Regions from separate parts of the Mus musculus genome. Here region 1 is linked to region 2. Evidence: chromatin contacts called from public targeted proximity ligation data. All regions are on one chromosome and are shown on one strand. The core of a region is the stretch at or near the end of the contact, and the rest is flanking DNA. Distances in the headings are between cores, read along the strand shown.

What was found.
Region 1: a targeted proximity ligation map of pancreatic cancer cells shows a contact between it and region 2. A contact is called at or near these places in 3 of 39 promoter capture datasets (the C10 cell line, embryonic stem cells and pre-B cells), 3 of 484 Hi-C or Micro-C datasets (B cells, CD4 T cells and embryonic stem cells), 10 of 130 datasets of targeted methods (the 230-238 cell line, the SCID.adh cell line, astrocytes and 6 more) and 4 of 9 other capture datasets (adipose tissue, liver, macrophages and 1 more).

The regions. Positions count from the first base shown.
Region 1 is chr15:76,188,513-76,191,713 of GRCm38.p6, reverse strand. It overlaps Plec (plectin), which reads left to right. Exons shown (of 33, transcript NM_001163540.1): 8 at 179-294; 9 at 366-472; 10 at 578-697; 11 at 770-865; 12 at 1,128-1,255; 13 at 1,519-1,612; 14 at 2,303-2,457; 15 at 2,534-2,843; 16 at 2,929-3,006; 17 at 3,089-3,201. Among named protein-coding and RNA genes, the nearest start is that of Plec, 16 kb to the left of the region's middle.
Region 2 is chr15:75,920,109-75,923,231 of GRCm38.p6, reverse strand. It overlaps Pycrl (pyrroline-5-carboxylate reductase-like), which reads left to right and starts at 1,672. Exons shown (of 6, transcript NM_025412.2): 1 at 1,672-1,856. The coding sequence starts at 1,766.

The DNA.
Region 1 (3,201 bases), core at 149-2,648, 270 kb before region 2:
CCCTGCCTCAAAACCACAACAACCCCCCAACCCAAAACAAAAATCAACTCCCTCAGGGCAGGATTGGAGATGTTAGGGAAGTAAGAGGGTATGGGCTCTGTTTGCTAGGATGTACGAAGGAACGTTTATGTAGCCCTGCTCAGTGGGTGTCTCTGTTATCATCCCAACTTGTCCACAGGCCCATGCTCATAGATATGAATAAAGTGTATCGACAGACCAACCTGGAGAACCTAGACCAGGCATTCTCGGTGGCAGAGCGGGACCTGGGAGTTACACGGCTCCTGGACCCAGAAGGTACGATCCGCTGGCTTTCCCCATCTTCACCCTTGCTGCCTGGACCCCACTGAGCCAACCTCTCCCTGCAGATGTGGACGTCCCTCAGCCTGATGAAAAGTCCATCATCACCTATGTTTCATCCCTGTACGATGCTATGCCCCGCGTGCCTGGTGCACAGGACGGAGTGAGGGCCAATGTAAGTGGGTGGACGGGTGCCCTTGACGGGTGTCCCTGACTGACGGTGCATAGTGTACTAGATCCCGAGACCCTGAAGGTTGCTCACTCAGGCCTTTGCTCCTAGGAGCTGCAGCTTCGTTGGCAGGAGTACCGGGAGCTTGTGTTGCTGCTGCTGCAATGGATCCGGCACCACACCGCTGCTTTTGAGGAGCGCAAGTTCCCCTCCAGCTTTGAAGAGATTGAGGTAGGCCTGCCTACTTGGGCTGGCATCCTTGGATTGTCTTGGTGTAGCTGCTGACACCCCTTGCCTCTACAGATCCTATGGTGCCAGTTTTTGAAGTTCAAGGAGACAGAACTTCCTGCCAAGGAGGCAGACAAAAACCGGTCCAAAGTTATCTACCAGTCTTTGGAGGTAAAGTGAGGTGCTTCTAAGGGGAGTGAGTGGGGTGTCTTCTGGTTTGGGGACAGCTGGGGGGTATGAGGGTCATGTATTCCCTAGGTAGATAAATCGAGACGTCTGAGCCCCAGAATTCAATGCCTCTGTAGTATGGCTTGCTCTTGCCTATCCCTAGTGCTTAGGAGCCAAAGTTATGCCAGGTTGTGGAGAAGCTGAGGGGCACAGCATCCAGGATTCCCTGTGTCCAGTTTAGGCCTGAGCTTGCCCCTCTTCACAGGGGGCAGTACAAGCGGGCCAGCTCAAGATTCCCCCTGGCTACCACCCACTAGATGTGGAGAAGGAGTGGGGCAAGCTGCATGTGGCCATCCTGGAGCGGGAGAAGCAACTGCGAAGCGAGTTTGAGAGGTGGGCCATGTGGAGGGTGGCAGGCGGTGCGGGAGACAGCGGGCGGGTGGGGCCCTGTGGTGGCAGGGGAACCACCCTAGGGTGAGTCACTGCCTGAGGAGGAAACCCCCCCACACCCGACCAAGCTTCGGTGTTTGGGGCCAGCGGGACAGTACGCCCGAGGCAGGCTGAGAGGCCAGAGCAGAGGGGAGCTCCTCTGACGCTGCAGTGTGGGGGGCCCCTGAGTGACTCCCTGTGGGGCTCTGCCGTGATCTGGTCCATAGGCTGGAGTGTCTTCAGCGCATTGTGAGCAAGCTACAGATGGAGGCTGGGCTGTGTGAGGAGCAGCTGAACCAGGCGGACGCCCTACTGCAGTCGGTGAGGGAGAGAAGAGAGGCGGGGCAAGGGGTAGGGTGGGCACCCCTCCAGGCCTGAGGGAGGTAGGAGGAGCATCGGGCTGCTTACTCTGCAGCCAGGGTTGTGGCCTGCTGGGCTACAGGCCCAGGGTGTGGCACTAGGGCGGGAAAACCGGGCCCTTTTGGTCTGCTGCCAACCCTGACCTCCTTTTGTGAGCAGAACTGGCCTCTGGCCACCAGGCAGGACTGTCTGCCTCCCTGCTTCATTCCAGCGTGGCCCTCATCCCCTCCTTCCTCAGAGAGTAGGGAGTAGGGAGACCCCAGCCTCATGGCTAGATGAGGGCTTTGGGGTCCATAAGGCACAGGGCTGTGTGAGCCTGGGTGGGAGAAGTTATGTGGTAGGTGATGGAGCTTGAGGCACAGAGTCTCCTGTGAACAAAGCTGGGACAGTCTCTGTCCTTGGACCTAGTGGGAATCTTTTGAACAGGATCCTGAGTCCCGGGAGAACTGATACAGATTAGTCTAGAAGCGTGCTAGGAAGATGTGTGGGCTCACTGGGAGGGAAAGGAGTGAATGAGAATCCAAGGCTGTGAGCCACACGGGACCTTGATTTTTAGGCTGGGGGAAGGGGTGAAGGGGCAGCGTTGGTTGAGAACCCTAGGCAGTGAGTAGGAGAGTTAGCCAGGCCAAGTCACTCAGGACGGTCTTGCAGGATATTCGGCTGCTGGCCTCAGGCAAGGTGGCTCAGCGAGCTGGGGAAGTCGAGAGAGACCTGGACAAGGCTGATGGTATGATCCGGCTGTTGTTCAATGATGTGCAGACCCTTAAAGATGGGCGGCATCCACAGGGTGAACAGATGTACCGGAGGTATGTACCTTACCTGGGAAGGCTGGGTTAGGAGGTCTGAGACCCGCCTGACCTCCCAACTCCTGTGCTTCCTCAGGGTGTATCGTCTGCATGAGCGCCTGGTAGCCATCCGCACTGAGTACAACCTCCGGCTGAAGGCAGGAGTGGGTGCCCCTGTGACCCAGGTGACCCTGCAGAGTACACAGAGGCGCCCAGAGCTAGAGGACTCCACACTGCGCTACCTGCAAGACCTGCTGGCCTGGGTAGAGGAGAACCAGCGTCGAATAGACAGTGCTGAGTGGGGCGTGGACTTGCCCAGTGTGGAGGCCCAGCTGGGCAGCCACCGAGGCATGCATCAGTCTATAGAGGAATTTCGGGCCAAGATCGAGCGGGCTCGGAATGATGAGGTAAGCGGTATGCCTGAGGGAGGCAGTGGCTGTGCGCTAGGCCCAGGCCACTGCAGACCTGACTACCCACTGATCTCTCCTGCAGAGCCAGCTCTCCCCTGCCACCCGGGGTGCCTACCGGGACTGCCTAGGTCGCCTAGACCTGCAGTATGCAAAGCTGCTGGTGAGTGGGGACTGCAAGCGGCTAGGAGGGGCTGGGAGGGGTAGGCAGCCGCAGTCACTGACTAATTCTTTCCTCCTTAAAGAACTCCTCCAAGGCCCGCCTCCGGTCCCTGGAGAGCTTGCACGGGTTTGTGGCGGCAGCTACCAAGGAGCTGATGTGGCTGAATGAGAAAGAAGAGGAGGAAGTGGGCTTTGA
Region 2 (3,123 bases), core at 423-2,922:
CAGGACAGTCACAACCTGCCAGGTCTTTCATCCTCTTAGAGCAGTGTCAGCTGTCCCCTCCTATGTTGTACCGCCCAGCCTACCTCAGGCCCATGCCTTCCCAGCACCCATCTCCACCTTTAAACCTCACCCTCTGATGAGCATCCACCAAGCAGGCCAGGACATTAAGGAAGGAATTAAGGATGTAGCTCCCAGCCCCCAGGAAGAGCTGATCTGAGTCTATCAGAACTTGCCAGACACTCAGTTGTCCAGTGACCACCAGTCAGTGTTAAACGTGTCATTATGTCAAGAAATGCACCCTGTCCTAAGAATCAGAGTGCCTTGATCACTCTGGCCAGACAGCTGCATACACTTTCCGACAGACTTGAGGCCAAGTCTCAGCCTTGAACATTTCTGGGTGCCGCCCAGAATACACAAGTTCTTTACACTCATGTCCCTCACCCCATAGAATGGATTTTTGTCTCCATATTGAGGATTCTGCAGGTTCCCTGTTGCTACCTGAGACAGTTAATGTCTAAGAAGGAAAAGCCTTATTTAGCTGTAGTTTTTAGCTCCTGGTTTTACAGGTGTCCATCTAATGTCAGGCAGACTTAGTGCTTGTAGGCTTCAGGTGGGGTCTGGGGAAAGATTAGGAAATTATAACTCTTCACCTCGCACAGTGAGAGAGAGGGAAGGACTGGCCATCACATCCCAATTGTGGCAAGCAGGAGATGACCATCTTTACTGTGGGACCTCACAGTCCAAAGACAGCATGCACTGCCCTTCTAAGTGCTGTGTTCTAGTTTGCCTAATTATGCACATTCAAAACAAGACAGCAACAAACCACCTGTATGCTGGTGGTTGTTTGAATTGGTAATTTGGATGAGACGAAGGCTGGGATCCTGATCATTTTATTTATTTATTTATTTAGTTAGTTAGTTAGTTAGTTAGTTAGACAGGGATTCTCTCTGTGGCCTTGACTGTTCTGGAATTTGCTTTGTAGACCAGGCTGGCCTCAAACTTGAGCTCCACCTGCCTGGGACTGAGACCAAAGGTGTGTGCCACCACAGCCAGGCTTCTGATTGCTCATGAAAACCTGCCTTTTTTTCTGTTTTGGGCTTCTTGATTTGCTTGCTTTTTCTTTCCTCTGCTCTCACTTTAGCTAAATGACTATACATATAGCCAGCTAAGTGACTAAATGTCACTATATGTGGAATTCAATACAGATAACTATTTTGGTGAGACACTAAAGCACTCAAAAGTTTTTTTTAAATTAAAAAATAAGTGCTGTGTATTAGTGACTGATGGTTAGTGCTGCTTTTAATGTAGAGAACCAGAACCCACTCCGAGGACTGAACCCAAGGCACCCAAGCTAGGCAAGAGCTTGGAGTACCTACCTTACACCCCAGGCCCATCCTGGAGTGGTTCAAGCGTTTTTTGGTTTTTGTTTTTTTTGTTTTTCTCCCCCTCTAAATCTCTCTGTAAGGGTTTTGGAGAGACTCTAGCTAGCTTCAGGCTTCTCAGGAGGAATTAGACAGCCTGCTTAGGACTAGCTCCCCTTCCTTTCTCTTCTTTCCCCTCAGCAAAATCACTGACCAATGGTTTACCAAAGCTTGGGGGAAATCCCGCCTCAAGCGTCAAAATCCAAGTGTCTGCGCCCGCCCCGCCCCGCCCCGCCCCGCCCCTCTGTCCTCCCAAACCCGCCCAGTCGCTTCTGTCGGTCAAAGCAGTTCTAGTGGGCGGGACCCGCTGCCGCAAGGACGAGAGAAGGCCAGCTCAGAGCAGGATGGCGGCGACAATGTCTGAACCTCGGCGTGTGGGCTTCGTGGGTGCAGGCCGCATGGCGGAGGCCATTGCCCGAGGCCTCATCCAAGCAGGTGGGAGGCGAGGCCTGGCTGGGGGAGCTTTCGTTCTAATGGGAGGAGTTCGTAAGCCTTGGCGGGAGGGGCGCACGTGGTACACCAAGGGCCAGTAGGGTGAATTCGCTGGTTTCCTGGGTGAGAATCATACATCAGGACTCTATTAAGGCCTCCAGGATCGCTGGATGAGTCCGCAGTCCCTTCCCAGGCCGGTGAGTGGGCATGTTAGGCGAGGTGTGGGGGAAAAAAACCAAAAAAAACCAGTTCATTTATTTAACATTGATTGTATTGGTGAATATTCCTTTAAATGTATTGCATTAAAGAATATTACGATTGACTTCACGTGTGACTTCTTTGTAGTGGAGTTTGCTTGTTTCTTTTCTTTTCTCTTCTTCTCTTCTCTTCTCTTCTCTTCTTTTCTTTTCTTTTCTTTTCTTTTCTTTTCTTTTCTTTTCTTTTCTTTTCTTTTCTTTTCTTTTCTTTTCGAGACAGGGTTCATTTGGCCTGGAACTCCCAGGTAGACCAGGCTGATCCTGAACTCAGGGATCCACCTTTTTCTGCCTCCCAGAGTGTTGGAATTAAAAGTGTGAGCCACTCGCTGACTCGCTTTTAACTTTTTATCTCCTTAATGTGGCTGCGAGTTTCTAGTTCCATATGTGGCTCAAATCGTGCCTTAGATTGAACCGACTTAATGCCAAGTTAAATGTCTGACGTCCTGGCCTCTTCCTCCTCAGCCTCTGGCTTAACCAAAGGCTACCCATTCCTCAGCCCCCACTCTCAGAGGTGGGCAGCTGTGAGGACACTCGGGAGGAAGAGGATTGGCCCTGTGCTCTGAAGAGTGCCTGCTATCGCTGGTTTGTCATTTCTTTATGGCAACAATACCTTGAATTTGAAGACTGACGTTTCTCCACCAGTTCCAAATGTCTGCTACCTGGAGCTTGAGGGGTATGGTGGGGAGAGAGGCAAACTCTTCCGGGCTGAGGACTGCTGGTGTATATAACTGATGTTTTACTGGCCCAGCACGGCTGTACAGTATTTAGAAAACTTTATGAACAGATTGCGGGTAGAGGAAGTTGGTGACCTTTGGCTCTCTGCTTTCAGTTGTATTTCAAAGTCCAGAGGCCCATGATCATGGGAGGAGGGCTTCCTACAAGCCTTAGCAGTTTACACGTCGAACCTGGCAGTTCACCTGCCTCTTGCTGCTACACACACTGTCACTGACATCATTAGCTCCCTGGGGAAGGTTTTAGCATGCACTTCTGTCTGGCCCAGGCTTTCTACCCCT